Regions from separate parts of the Sus scrofa genome. Here regions 1 and 3 are each linked to region 2. Evidence: chromatin contacts called from public HiChIP or PLAC-seq data. All regions are on one chromosome and are shown on one strand. The core of a region is the stretch at or near the end of the contact, and the rest is flanking DNA. Distances in the headings are between cores, read along the strand shown.

What was found. HiChIP or PLAC-seq counts read pairs in DNA pulled down with a chosen protein or histone mark.
Region 1: an H3K27ac HiChIP or PLAC-seq map of alveolar macrophages shows a contact between it and region 2. The contact joins two enhancer-like sites. A contact is called at or near these places in 1 of 47 Hi-C or Micro-C datasets (embryonic fibroblasts) and 1 of 2 datasets of contacts at active chromatin or transcription factors (alveolar macrophages).
Region 3: a contact with region 2 is called in an H3K27ac HiChIP or PLAC-seq map of alveolar macrophages. The contact joins the promoter of LOC106506784 here to the enhancer-like site in region 2. A contact is called at or near these places in 2 of 5 promoter capture datasets (fetal liver and liver), 8 of 47 Hi-C or Micro-C datasets (alveolar macrophages, blood, embryonic fibroblasts and 3 more) and 2 of 2 datasets of contacts at active chromatin or transcription factors (alveolar macrophages and skeletal muscle).

The regions. Positions count from the first base shown.
Region 1 is chr1:132,933,319-132,937,505 of Sscrofa11.1, reverse strand. All of the region lies in intron 4 of SPRED1 (sprouty-related, EVH1 domain-containing protein 1), which reads left to right. Among named protein-coding and RNA genes, the nearest start is that of SPRED1, 81 kb to the left of the region's middle. Within about 2 kb of position 2,170, at least 6 of the 83 cell types and tissues checked have an H3K27ac peak or open chromatin away from gene starts, as enhancers often do. A contact at or near this core is called in alveolar macrophages and embryonic fibroblasts, where this site is marked.
Region 2 is chr1:133,271,100-133,275,915 of Sscrofa11.1, reverse strand. No RefSeq gene overlaps it. Among named protein-coding and RNA genes, the nearest start is that of TMCO5A, 110 kb to the left of the region's middle. Within about 2 kb of position 1,830, at least 20 of the 83 cell types and tissues checked have an H3K27ac peak or open chromatin away from gene starts, as enhancers often do. A contact at or near this core is called in alveolar macrophages, embryonic fibroblasts and subcutaneous adipose tissue, where this site is marked.
Region 3 is chr1:133,012,332-133,016,949 of Sscrofa11.1, reverse strand. It overlaps LOC106506784 (basic salivary proline-rich protein 2-like), which reads right to left and starts at 1,339. Exons shown (of 3, transcript XR_002345566.1): 1 at 358-1,339. It overlaps SPRED1 (sprouty-related, EVH1 domain-containing protein 1), which reads left to right and starts at 225. Exons shown (of 7, transcript XM_003121622.6): 1 at 225-1,399. The coding sequence starts at 1,368.

The sequences.
Region 1 (4,187 bases), core at 921-3,420, 340 kb after region 2:
TAGAATCTTAATCTCGTCTCCTTGAGTGGGTGCTATACTTAGTGAGTTGTTTCTTAACAAAGAGCATATGGTAGAAGTGACGAGTATGACTTGCAAAAGTTGGCCATGAAAGATACTGCAGCTTCTTTCTGGCTCTCTTGGATCACCTGTACTGGAGCATGCTAACTGTTGTGTCACAAGAACAATCAAGCAACATTACTGAGATGTCTTTGTAGTGATGAACTGAAGCTTTGTGACAGTAAACATGTTAATGAGCTGTCTTGGATGCGGGTCATTCACTCTCTCACACACACACACACACACACACACACACCCCATGAGCCTCCAGGTGACTACAGTCAGAGCTGATGTCCTGATTGTAACTTCATTAGGGATTGTGAGCCAGAGCCACCTAATTAAGCTGTTTCTGAATTTGTGATCCACAGGAACTGTAAAATAATATTATTTTAAGCCTCTAGGTTTTGGGGTAATTTGTTACTAGTAGAGATTTTGCTCCCTGTAACAGGGTGCAGCCATAACAAGTACTTTAAAATGTGGGATATAATTTGAACTTGGGACAGTAGGTGAAAGCTTTACTGTTAAGCCTTTGAAGAGATGTGGGTAAGAGCTTAAATTAAAGTGAAGAAAACAGGGAGTTCCCATTGTGGCGCAGCAGAAACGAATCCGACTAGGAACTCTGAGGTTGCGGGTTCGATCCCTGGCCTTGCTCAGTGGGTTAAGGATCCGGAGTTGCCATGAGCTGTGGTATAGACTGCAGACGCAGCTCGGATCTGGCGTTGCTATGGCTCTGGTGTAGCAACAGCTCCGATGGGACTCCTAGCCTGGGAACCTCCATATGCTGCTGCTGCAGCCCTAAACACACACACACACACACACACACACACACACAAATGAAGAAAACCATATTGGAAACTGGAACAAAGGAAATAAATCATTATTATATAGTAGCAGAAAGTTTAGCAACACAGTCACCTGCAGAAATATGTGAAGTAGGAAATGACCTACTTCTGCTTATGGTAAAATAGAAGATGGGAGAAACAGGTTCAGGAAGTTCCTAAACAAAAAAAGAAAAAAAGAAACAGGGCTCACTAGTTTTGAAAATTCTCGTCTTCTCAATATGTCATACTATGCTAAAATTAAGAAATGGCTTCCAAGCAAAGATCACAGGGTACTTTCAGAACAGGTTTGTCAAAATATAAAGCCAGTGGTGTGACTATGAAATTTGTTGTTAAAACCTTAGAAAGATGTAAGGTGAGCCTAACAGAACCTTTTCACTCAAGGTAATTGGCTTGCTTATAGCAGAGTAAGGGTGTCCCTTAACAGAAATTTAAAGTAGAAAAGAGATTATCTCAGATATGTGACTGTACTTTTTGTCTAATGGAGTGAATTGCAGTAAGATTCACAGGAGACACACAAGGTTTTCAAAAGAGTCAATTAGCAGAAATATCACCAGCCTGAATAGTGGCCGTTTAGATCCCCCAAATTCTACTGACAGGAAGCTGGTCAAAAAACCACATGCATGTAAACATGGGCTACCCTTCAAAAAAAAGATAACTCAGAAATTATAAGCAGAATCTAAAGGGGCAGAGCCAAGAACCATGGAGAATTATTCCCATATTCAAGGAACTTCTAACATGTGCCCACCTTGATTTCAGGATTACTTTGCATCGTTGACTCCATTTTTCTCCTATTGAATAAGAAGGTTTTATAAAAGTTAGCTTCTGCCTGTCCTACCATTGTATGTTGGTTGTGTGTGGGGCAAATAATTTGTCTTAGTTCGAGTCCTCACAATGAGAGGAACTGTACTTGAGGACCTACATTCAAAAACATTATGGTCCTATTTTGACAGCAACGTCCTTGATTTGAAACTGTTGCTGTTAAAGGATGAGACTTTTAGGGGAGATTTGGAAGGGGTAGGTGTATTTTTCATATGAGAAAAGTAAATAATTAGTTCAAAGAACAGCAAATAGTGGTTGGTTTAAAAATATATCCACAAATTCTTTCATACTCCCCTCTTCACTCAAGTCCCTCTTCTTGACCATGGGCTGTACTTAGGTGACTCATTTCTACCAAATAGAATGTGACAGAAATCACGTTAGGTCATAGGAAAATGTGTAGCTTCCATCTTGCTCACTCTCTTGCATCACCCATTCTCGGAGAAGCCTGCAACTAACTGTGTGCAAAGACATAGTTCTACGAAGAGATTCATGTGGTGAGGAACTGAGACCTTCCAATAGCCAGCAAGGAACTGGGGCCTTCTAACAACAACCACTTGAGTGAGTCATTTTAAAAGCCAGTCCTACAGCCCCCAACAAACCTCCAGATAACTGCAGCCACAACTGGTATCTTTACTGCAACCACATGAAGGACTGTGAGCCAGAACCATTTAGCTAAGTTTCTTTGTAATTTCTCACTCAAAGAAACTGTGAAGATAATAAACGTTCCTTGAAGTTGCTATATTGTGGTAATTTATTGATGCATCAAGAGTTAACTAATACATAAGCAAGAAAGGAATGTGATTAGAATGAAGAACATTTATAGTTGTGTTTATTTTGCTCCCATTCTCAACTATTTTAGATGATAGCCTAGGTTCAATTCCACTTTCCAATAGAAGATTTTATCATATCTTGCTTTGATAGCCCCTTTATAACAAAAAGTGGGTTCAGGTAGAAAAAGAAATATATCAATGTTTCTTATTATTAAAAAAAAATGTATGAGCCTGATTATGTGTATGTAATATAGTAACCGTAATCATTCAAAAAGGGGTTTGGGAATACTCAGATGACAGCAACATGTGAAAATTTAAAAAAAGAATCAACATTCAGAACACCAAATTTACCTTAGCACCATTTATTTTATGATACACTGAAGTTTTCACATTCCTCATGCTTATTTTGAAATATATGGGAGGTTATAAAGTACTCTGATTCATCTCACCACTTTATTAGGAACAAAGTACATTGTTTCATAATTCACCTATGGGCTTGGCATAAACGTTGAAATTATTTTGAGTGCATGTTAACTGTAATTTATGATAATGGTTGTATCATGTTTATTAGTGATTATTTGCAAAGACAATTAAAATGGCTTTAAAAGAATAACCCATTATCTCATTTTTTTTAACCCCAAGGAAGTAATGATTATGCTATAGTTAGATCATAAATATCTTTAAGGCGTTCAGTACCAGAATGGAAATCCTCTCATTTTAAGTATTTATTAATTTATTCAATAAGTATTTTGAGTGACCATTCTGTGCCAGTAGTTATTATTTGCTGATAGACAGCTTTCAGTGTTCAAGAATTCAGTATCTTAATTACCCCTGTGGTTAAGAATCCTGCAGCAGCTCAGGGTGCTGAGGAGGTGTGGGTTCAATCCCCAGCCTGGTGCAGTAAGTTAAGGATCTGGTGTTGTTGCAGCTGTGGTAGAGGTCACAGCTGTGGCTTGGATTCACTTTCTGACCTGGGAACTTCCATATGCCATGGGTGAGGCCATTAAAAAAAAAAAAAGGATTCGGTATCTTCATCAGTATCATAATTCATCAGAGAGATGTTCACCTTTTTTTTTCGTATCTGTCTTTCAAGAGTTTCATAACACATCATAATTTGGATTTAAAATCGTATTTTGTTCATTTTTTATCTCTGATGTTTATTACCGTGTTGGTCATGATACATTGTTGGTACTCAAGAAAGGTTTTTTGAAGAAAAATCTTCAAAATTGAGGTTTTTTTAAAAAACCTAAGCAGTAGTAAGACATGCATCATCTTTTCATTTGGTTTCTTTATTTGACTATATTAATAAGCCAGTTAAGGCAGAGTTTTTGTTTTGCTTTAATGCTAATTTACATTTGTTTTGAGGTTTTTTTTGGTCTTTATAGGGCTGCACCCGCAGCATATGGAGGTTCCCAGGCTAGGGGTCCAATCGGAGCTGTAGCTGCTGGCCTACGCCACAGTCATAGCAACGCCAGATCCGAGCTGTGTCAGCGAGATACACCACAGCTCACAGCAATGCCAGATCCTTAACCTGCTGAGCAACAGGGATCAAACTCTTAACCTCATGGTTCCTAGTCAGATTTGCTTCCCTGCTCCACAACAGGAACACCTGTTTTGAGATTATTTTTAACAGTGTTTCTGTTAAAGTTGTTAATTGTAACAACTCTTATTGTTCAGATATGTTAGATTGGTAACAAAA
Region 2 (4,816 bases), core at 581-3,080:
TTATTTGATTTCTTTCAGTCATCTAACTAAAAGTTTGTCAATTATGTCGCCTTTCTAAAGAACTAACTTGATTTCGTTGATCTTCTCTATTTTTCTATCCTCTATTTACCTATGTTATAATCCTAATCTAATCCTAAATCTGCACTTAATATATTAGCTGGCCCACTCAGATTCTTGTCACACTTAAGTTTGATAAATGGTCTTCTATAGATGAATGTTTGACCACATGCCCCTTGAAACTCCCTACAGATTGGCATCAGCCCATATTCAGCCACAAGACCCTCCTTCAATGTGAAATCCCAAATACATTAATGCCTACAGCTGCAGGAGCCAGGCCAGTTATGGGAAGGAAAATAGAGATATATAAAGGCATTAGTGAGTGGTGGGTGGCAAGGACAATTTTCCTATCAATTTAGTAGCTCATCAAAAAGAAGGATGTTAGTATATCCTGATTTTTTGTTGTTATCTGTCTGTTTGTTTGTTTTTGGCCACACCTGCAGCATATAGAACTTCCTGGGCAATAGATGGAATCATAGCCACAGCTATGACCTACACCCTCCAGCAACACCAGATCCTTAACCCACTGCCCCATAGCAGGAACTCCATCCTGCTTTGTTGTTCACTCTTCCAAATTTCTACAATCACAGCTTTCTGTTTTATTTTTTTTTTTTTTGTCTTTTTGCTATTTCTTTGGGCCGCTCCCGCGGCATATGGAGGTTCCCAGGCTAGGGGTCTAATCGGAGCTGTAGCCACTGGCCTACGCCAGAGCCACAGCAACGCAGTATCCGAGCCGCGTCTGCAACCTACACCACAGCTCACGGCAACGCCGGATCGTTAACCCACTGAGCAAGGGCAGGGACCGAACCCGCAACCTCATGGTTCCTAGTCGGATTCGTTAACCACTGCGCCACGACGGGAACTCCAGCTTTCTGTTTTAAATGTGGTAAAACTTCTCTTTGGCATTAGCAGACTACATGACGAATAAGACTGGAAGAGTGGCCTATTGGGAGTTAAATAGTGCCAGATCTTTATAAGTAGCACCTTTCCCTAGCTTCACCTGTTAGAGCCCAATCCCAATAAACACACACCAGCCCATTTGGAAATGAACTGACCCCTCAAGAAGAAGCAGGTTCACCCCTCTCCAGGAATCTTGGTGCCACACCACCAAAAAAAGCCACTATCGAGGTAAAAGACTTTGTCCTCTCTTTGCTAGCCACTTCCCTCCATGCTCTTAGGACTTAAAACCACAGTCAATAGAACTGGCCTATCTTGTTCTTTTCTTTCCTCTTCATTATCCTGAAAGAGTCTTGAGAGGCTCCACCTCACTTTCCCACCCCACAGGAAGCAAACCATGTGGTTTAGTAAAATGCTTTTGTACCCTACCAGCAGATTTTTACATCTCTTCTTTTCCTCTGATTCAGCCTGCAGCTCTTGGGTAATAAAGATCAGAAAGTTGCCTCAGAACAGATCCTGATGTTTATTACAGAGTCCATATTGGTAACATCCACTTTGGAGCCCAGTGGCTAACCCCAAACTTGGTATCTAATTTACACTCTGCCTGATACAAAGCTGTTCTGTGAATCTGCCACTGTCGTCTTCCTGCATATGTGGTTCAGTCATTTTGTACAAGCACAAGATCCTTGAGAGCCCAACACTGTATGACACTGCTGCAAAAAATATTTCTATCACTATGCTGCTCTGCGATGACTCAGAAAAGATGAAAACAGGCGAGAAGATACCAAAATCACGTTGCCAGAAGCACAGTGCTGGCCAGTTACACAAGCCAAAGAAAAGTCAGCATCCACTTTATCCACACGGTGGTGCTAGCTTCAAAAGAATTACCCAAAAAGGACATGAAAACAGTTCCACTTTCCTCTCTTTAATGAAAAAGCTGTGCACCAGGGTCGAAACCTCACTCGTGGAAGGGGACTATACATGAATTTTGCAAATAAGCATCTAAAATAGATGAGTTTGTCCTAATCCCCACCCTACTTCCCAAGGGGAATAAAAAGAACCAAATCACCATCTTTTTTTCCAACTCACTGATTCAATCTTTATCGACCCTGGGGCAAAAGAATGACTCATACTGGGATCTTGGATGTGTACAGTCCTGGCACAGAACCTTATTATTCCTGAGAGGGAGCTGGGGTAGCCTGGGGAGAGCTGGTCAGCTAGCCATGTAAGGCTTGTCATTGAGTTTGTGTAAGTTCTGTTGGCAGTCTGACAAGATGGGAACAGCAGACATTTCACTGGTGTCACTGAATTAAAACAAGGTGGGCTCAACGTGGGTGCCTTCCAGGCCAATGGGCAGAGAAGGCCAGAAAGTCACAAAAATATGCTCATAGGACCAAGTCTCCTCTATTTGTGGAAACTAAATCTTTCACTTAACTGTTTTAAGAGCTCGAGGTGGTAGTGGGGATCTCATTAAGCATGCCAAACAGCACTTAGGTAATGTAGGTCATGCCAAATGGAACCAGTGACCAGGTGTATAAACAAACAACTTTTTAAAACATGGTGCTTGTCAACACTGAAAGCACCCTCAACTTTAGAAAGGGAAAACTAACAAGAGTGGTTAATGGTCCTTTGTAAGTCTGCCCATACCTGACACTGACACTGATAATGATGAAGACCATGCACCACAGTGATGTAAGTTCAAACTGTTTTCAGACCTGGCCCTAGACTCTGGCAGCTTGCTGATATCTGTGACTTGGAAAAAAACACAAAGTACCACTTACCATTATACCTAAATATCTCCCTCTGGCCCACCATGGAAAATCTCCAATTTAGACGAGAGCCTCATGAATATTATCCCTATAGTTTTATCCCTAAAATATCTATCTTTGAGGTTACCTGGTGACCTAGTGGGTTAAGGATCTGGTGTTGTCACTGCTGTGACACAGATTCAATCCCTGGCCCAGGAACCTCTGCATGCCATAGGCATAGCCAAATATGTGTGTGTGTGTGTGTGTGTGTGTATGTATAAAAACACAGAAGGAAGGAAAGACCCTAGCAAAAATTCCCATTAGAATGAATGAGGTCAATATATTGCCTAATTTACCCTTGAAATAGCAAGGAATTGGATACTGAAAAGATGGCATATGAGACAACTAAGTGTTGACAAAGTCTGAGGAGTTCAGCAGTCACAGAATGACTTGGGTACAAGTAAGAATGAGTCTGGGAGGATCTTCCCATTTATCACAAATTGGACAAAGCAAAGACGACTCACAGGCTCAATCAAATTTGCAGTTGCATTTCATTTGGCTCAGTGTTTTTTCTTTATAATTTGCATTTGTTGTAAATAATTAAAATTCTGGAGATGCCATCTAAAATCCTAGATTTTGGACTTCTCTTTAAAAAATGAAAAGTTGTGTAACCAGTGGATAGAATTCTCAAGTGACAATAATTGCTCAAAGCTGAGAAATAACAGCTGAGTCAACAGAGTACATGGTCACTTGTTCACCATAATCCCCGTCACCCCAACTGTGTCATACCTGATCTGCTTTACTCATCTGTGCCATCACCAGGCCCCTTTAAGTCCTAATTGACCTTGATTCCTTAGGGTCACCTTAGAGAGAATCCTTAAAAGGAAGATGATAATGCCAACAGGGAGGGAAGGTACCAAAAGATAACTTTCTAGACAGAACAGGGTTATACCTGAAATAACTAAAGGAAACACCTAGCGAAAAGTTAACATAGCACATCTCATACTGGACTAAGTGGAAAGCAAGGGCTTTCAGGACTCAGAGCAGTGTGAGAAGAGACAAATGAAAAACCATATGATGTGATGAGAAAGTGTTCCTGAATCTCAGCTTTTGATTTATGAGGAGGCAAACCACAGACTTACCAACAAGTCATATGAACTTTAGAAATAGTCAGAGGCTCCCTGTGTGGCAAGAATGCAGTTTATGTGCTCACTCTCCCACAGCCCATGGATAAGGCATGATGGAACTGAACTGCAATAAAGGAGATTTAGCTGAGGCTAAACATCAGGAACAAATCACATTCTAGGATTATATATACATTAAACTCTGAGATAGCTGCACAGATTTATACATTATTTGTGCTTAAGCAATCTGTGACCTAGTCATAAAGGTGACTGAGTGATGATACGAAGAGATCACTGTCACCACTGTTACAAGTTCCCAGAAATGAGAAGCATGGCACACCACTCAGAGCCACATGGGGAAGCACCAGAGTCAAGAAGGAGACAAAAGCTGAACTAAGGGAAAAGCATGGCCTAGAGTCTTGAGGGTGTTTTCCATGGAAAAGGCAAGGCAGGGAAGAGAAAATGGTTTAAAATTGGGTAGTCTGTATCCCAGAGAATCAAGTATTCTTCAATATCCACAAATCAATCAGTGTGATACACCTCATTAACAAACTGAAGAATAAAAACCATATGATCTTCTCAATAGACACAGGAAAAGTCTTTGACAAAATCCAACACCCATTTCTGATAAAAAAAAAAATCTTCAGAAACTGGGCACAGAGGGAACCCACCTCAACATAATAAAGGCCATATATGACAAAACCACAGCTAACATCATTCTCAATGGTGGAAAGCTGAAAGAATTCCTGCTAAGATCAGGAACAAGACATGGATGTCCACTCTCACCACTACTATTCAACATAGTTTTGGAAGTCCTAGCCATGGCAATCAGAGAAGGAAAAGAAATAAAAGGAATCCAATTTGGAAAGGAAGAAGTAAAACTATAACTATTTGCAGATGACATGATACTATACCTAGAGAATCCTAAAGACTCTACCAGAAAACTGTTAGAGCTCATCCATGAATTTGGCAAAGTTGCAAGATACAAAG
Region 3 (4,618 bases), core at 90-2,589, 260 kb after region 2:
GATATTCCAAAGCGAGTTAAGGGGAGTACCGCGCCGCCACAATGCAACCTCCGGAGCTGCTCCCGGTGCAGCTCCCACCCCCGCCTCCTTCCGCGGCGTGCCAAGAGTTTGGAGCGCGCGCACGCACACGAGCACCGTGCCTGCGTATCCCTCCGCCTCCCTCCTCCTCTCCCCGCTCTGTGGCTCGACAACGATTTGGGAAATGAAGGGAGGAGGGAACTACTTTCCTGAAACTTGCTATGCTGCACACGACTTCGAGTTGCGGTGATTCGTCCTGAGGTCGCAGCTTTTAGCCCTCCTACCCACTACACCCTCACAGCCCGGTCACCCCGCTCGGCCACCCCGCCCCATACCCACTCTGGTTCTCCGGGAAGCTGGCGGTGCGGGGAAATCGCCAGGGACTACTTCGTCTCCTTCTCCCGCGGGCGCCCCCGGTTCGGGCAGCGGCGGCGGCGGAAGGAGCGGGCGGCGTGAGCGCTTCCGCCGCCCCCCTCGCGGCTCCCCTCTGGCGGGCGTGAGGAGCTGACCCGCCGAGCTGCTGCTGGGCGCAGGCTGCTGGGGGACCCGCGGCCGCTCCCTCGCTCTCCCGACGCTTCTCGTGACCCTGCCCCTGGGGCGCGTCGCTCTTCTCCGGCCCGGCTGGGGGCGGTCGGTCCGCCTGCCCCTGCCTCACACGCGTCCCGCCGCCCCCTCCTCCCTCTTCTGGAACCGTCCCGGCCAGAGCGTGTCTGGAGGAATCCGCCGCCCTGAGGCCCCTCGCCCGCTTCTGCTCGTCCGGAAGGACCGGCCCGGTCGCCGCCGGGGACTGAGGGCAGCCGACCGCGAGGCGGGAGATGGTGGGGTGGGCTTCCGCAGGACCGCGCTGCCGCCGCCCGGGTCTGGGCTCGGCACCCCCCCGCCGGCCCCCACCGAGCGGAGCCCTGCTTCCTCCTCGCCGCATCCTTGAGGGAAGCGCCGCCTCTGCTCCTGGGTTCTCCGCCCGCCCGCTCCTTCCTGGCCGGACCCCGCCGCGCTCCACCCCAGTGGCCGGAGGAGCAGCTCTCCAGTCTGCCTTTGCAGCCCCCCTGCCTTTTTTCTTCTCCTCCCACCCTCCCTGGCTTCCTCGGATCTCTTGGCTGGGCGCTGAGGCGGGCGAAGAGGCTGGGGTCGCCACGGTGGAGGTTGTCGCCGCCACCCCCCTGCGGGGGTGGCCGGGGTTCCCGGCTGGGGGGGTACCGTTCCGGGTGAGACATCCACCATGGTGAGGCCCCTGAGCCGCTGCCCCCGCGCCCCCCCGGCCGCCGCTGCCTCTTGCCCCTCGGTGCTGCTGCTGCTCCTGCGTCTGCTGTTGCTCCTCCATCTCCAGATCGGATCACGGTGAGGGAAAGATGAGCGAGGAGACGGCGACTTCTGACAACGAGTAAGCACCTTACTGATCTTGATTACTTACCACCCCTCCCATAGCCCCCTTCCTTGGCACTCCCCCAGACCCCTCAGAGACTTAGGTGCTTGCAACCCTGGAGAGTTCGGTGCATCTTGCTGTGGAGAAAACATTTGTTTTTTTAGCCATTTTATTTAATGGCTGCACCCCACCCCCTCACCCCCACCCCCAGCCTTTAGTTGCTTTCATCTGGGGGAAGGTATTTAGTGTTGGGCTGGGATGGCAATTGTGCGCTCGGGAGATGGAGTGCTGTAGATGCATGGAGGCGGGGTAGAAATTACCCCAGTGCCTGGAAGACCTCTGGCCTGTCCTTTTTCACTTTAGCATGCCGGTCAGCATACCTTGAATATCCGTCCTGCCTCCTTTATAGCAGTTTCTTTCGGAAACTAACGTGTGGGAGCACCTCCTGCCGCAAACTGCTCTTGAATCTTAATTCGATGAGTCAGTGACTCTTAAATACCGATTAAGCCCCCCCCCCTTTTAAACTTGTGACCTGTAGGATTCTTGTAAAAAAATGGGGCGAGGGAAACATTTTAATAATTTAATAGCATTAAGGACACCTTGAGTGTGGGAGATGTTAAACTATACTGTTTTGCCTTGCGAATGCTGGACTTGTCTTTATCAGGAGCGTAGAAGGATTTTGAACGCTCAGCTATAAGGATTTTTATCTCTCTCAGCTGTATTTTGAAACACACCATTTACGTTGATTTAACAGTGTTTACATTGCTGACCTTTTTGATGACTTCATTCATTAACTTCTAGAGCATCCCGGCTTAAGTTCTTGTTTATTTGGGCTGTCCTTATGTTTTCCAAACGAAATACTGTGCCTTTAGAATATTTTGCTTTAACGTAACAGCTGCCTGGAGGAATAATGATGCGGCAACCGCTTTCTGTTGAGACGGGATTTAATTCCATGCTGCTTATTAGCATCCGTTTCTTGTAATTAAATTCAGGTTTTGATAATCTTTGGAGGGTTATAAAGAGTTAAGTGAGTTATAAAGAGTTAAGTGAGTTAGGACTAGTAGGACGCATTCCTTTAAGTAATGTGCATTCCTCAAGTCAGACCTTTTTGAGAGAACTTTAAAGTCCGAAGCCTAGGCTTGTTTAACGTAAAGTAGCTTGAGAAATGCCTTGCAGCGTCCCCCACCCCACCCCCCCCAGCGCTCTCTTCTGCTGAGCGGGTGTGGGAGAAGGTAGATTGCTGCAGTGTCAGTGCAGTCTGGAAGCAGAAGTGGCCGCCATGTTCTCTCTCTTTTTGTGAATCGTTCTCATTTGCATAGCACACTCTTCATTCATAAAAAAATAATTAAACATCCATCACCTTGGACATCTTGAAAGGATTTCCCAAGAAAAAAATTAGAAGCTCAACTGTCTGCCTTGCTGTAGATTTTTGAGTTCAGAAAGTAAGGAGAGTTCGAAGTTATAGGTTAAATTCAAAAATAGACGCACACACAAACAACTACCCCTGTTCTCAGAATGTTGACACAGTTATGTGGGAAATATCAGTTCGGGGAGGTGCTGGGATCACGTGATCGCGTCCATTCATAAAATACCTGGCTGTCCATTCACAGTGCTGTACACTGTCTCACTGCCTTCCGCAGATTAGACCTACTTTGAGAGAGATCAAAAAGTATCTCAGATAACGCAAAGTTAGTAGAGAAAAACTGCTAAAAATCCTGAACAGATTGACGATATTTTTTCTAGTATCGTCTTTTAAGAAAGTAATCTGGATTAAAATGTTAAGCTCTATGTTGGTGGGAAAAGACTAATTACCATATTTAAAGTAAAATATTAAGTATCTTCTTTTTGGATGTAGCTAATAGAAAAACTGATAGGGGAATGTGAATTGACACACGTGTAAAATATAATTTTTAAGTGGGCTCTTTTTTTTTTAACACTTTTCATGAACAGATTGAGAGTGCAAATTTTGGGTGTAGTGATTATCAGTGGATGATACAGCTGTTAGACTGAAAATGAGTAAATATTCCTGGTGATTTAATTCCAAAGATGTTGATGTTTGAAACAACTAATGGCAATTTTTACTGGTCCCATTACCTTTAAAAAATATATGTATATATGTATATATATATACACACACACACACTCAATATGGGTCAATTTGAAAATTATCTCACTCAGCCAGACTTTTAGAATTCTATTTTTGCAAATTTATCCTGTTTTATTGGTAGATATTTCCTTACTAAGGGTTTTGTTATGTTTTGTTAGGTGAAGAATTATATGATTTAGCATGCAATATTTTGCAATGAGATATTCTTCATAGGGACAAACTCTTGGGGGTTTTACTTAAAAATTTTTTTTTATTTTAGTAAGTGGTTTGTTCTTCTGGTAATGAATTTTACCAGCATTGTTTGTTCATTAGCTGAACCCCAAAGAGTGAACTTTTTTGGAATGTAGACTTTATCTTACAAGTTTATATATTTTGTCTTTTAATGTACAGAGTATTGTTTTGAAATGTCACTTTGTTACTTATAATCATATATATTATGAAGAAACAAGAGAGGTAGGTTATGGCAGACGCCCTTAAAGCCTTAGCATAGTTTAAAACTGCTTTGAGATAGGAATTTTATTTGGCCCTCTATGTATTTTTTTCATTTTCTTTTCTCTTTTTTAAATCCACAATCAATAGTTATTTAATTACAGTAGAGAGTGTTCTTAACACTGGAATGTTTTTTTTCACCCAGTTTTGACCTTTAAAAAGAGTGAAAATCACCAATATTTTGGAAAATCATTAACCTTTTCCAGATAGCCGTTGTGATTAAAAAGGCCAGTAAGGCCTTTAGAGGCCTTCTTTTGAAATCATCTGGTACCCGCTCTATTTGAAATTAAGTTCTTTGTAGGGAGATGAATAGTTTTTAGAGGTTGATTGTGAGTATATGTTTAATCAAGAATTACTGAAAGATCTGTTATAAGTCTGTAACACTTTGTCTTATGCAATGCCAAATTTGGGGAAGGATTGGTGAAAATCTCCTTTTCTTCTCCAATCTCCAGTAGGAATTGGAACTGCATTAATAGTGCCATTAAAAAAAACAAATTTCTCCACGCAAGAGTAATATTTTATTTCAGATAGTGTACAAAATTCTTTAAAGTGAATAGGTAATAGCTTATTTGAATTTCTAACATTCAGATATGTAATCAAAACTTTTCATATGGTGTTAATAATCATATTCATTTATTGGA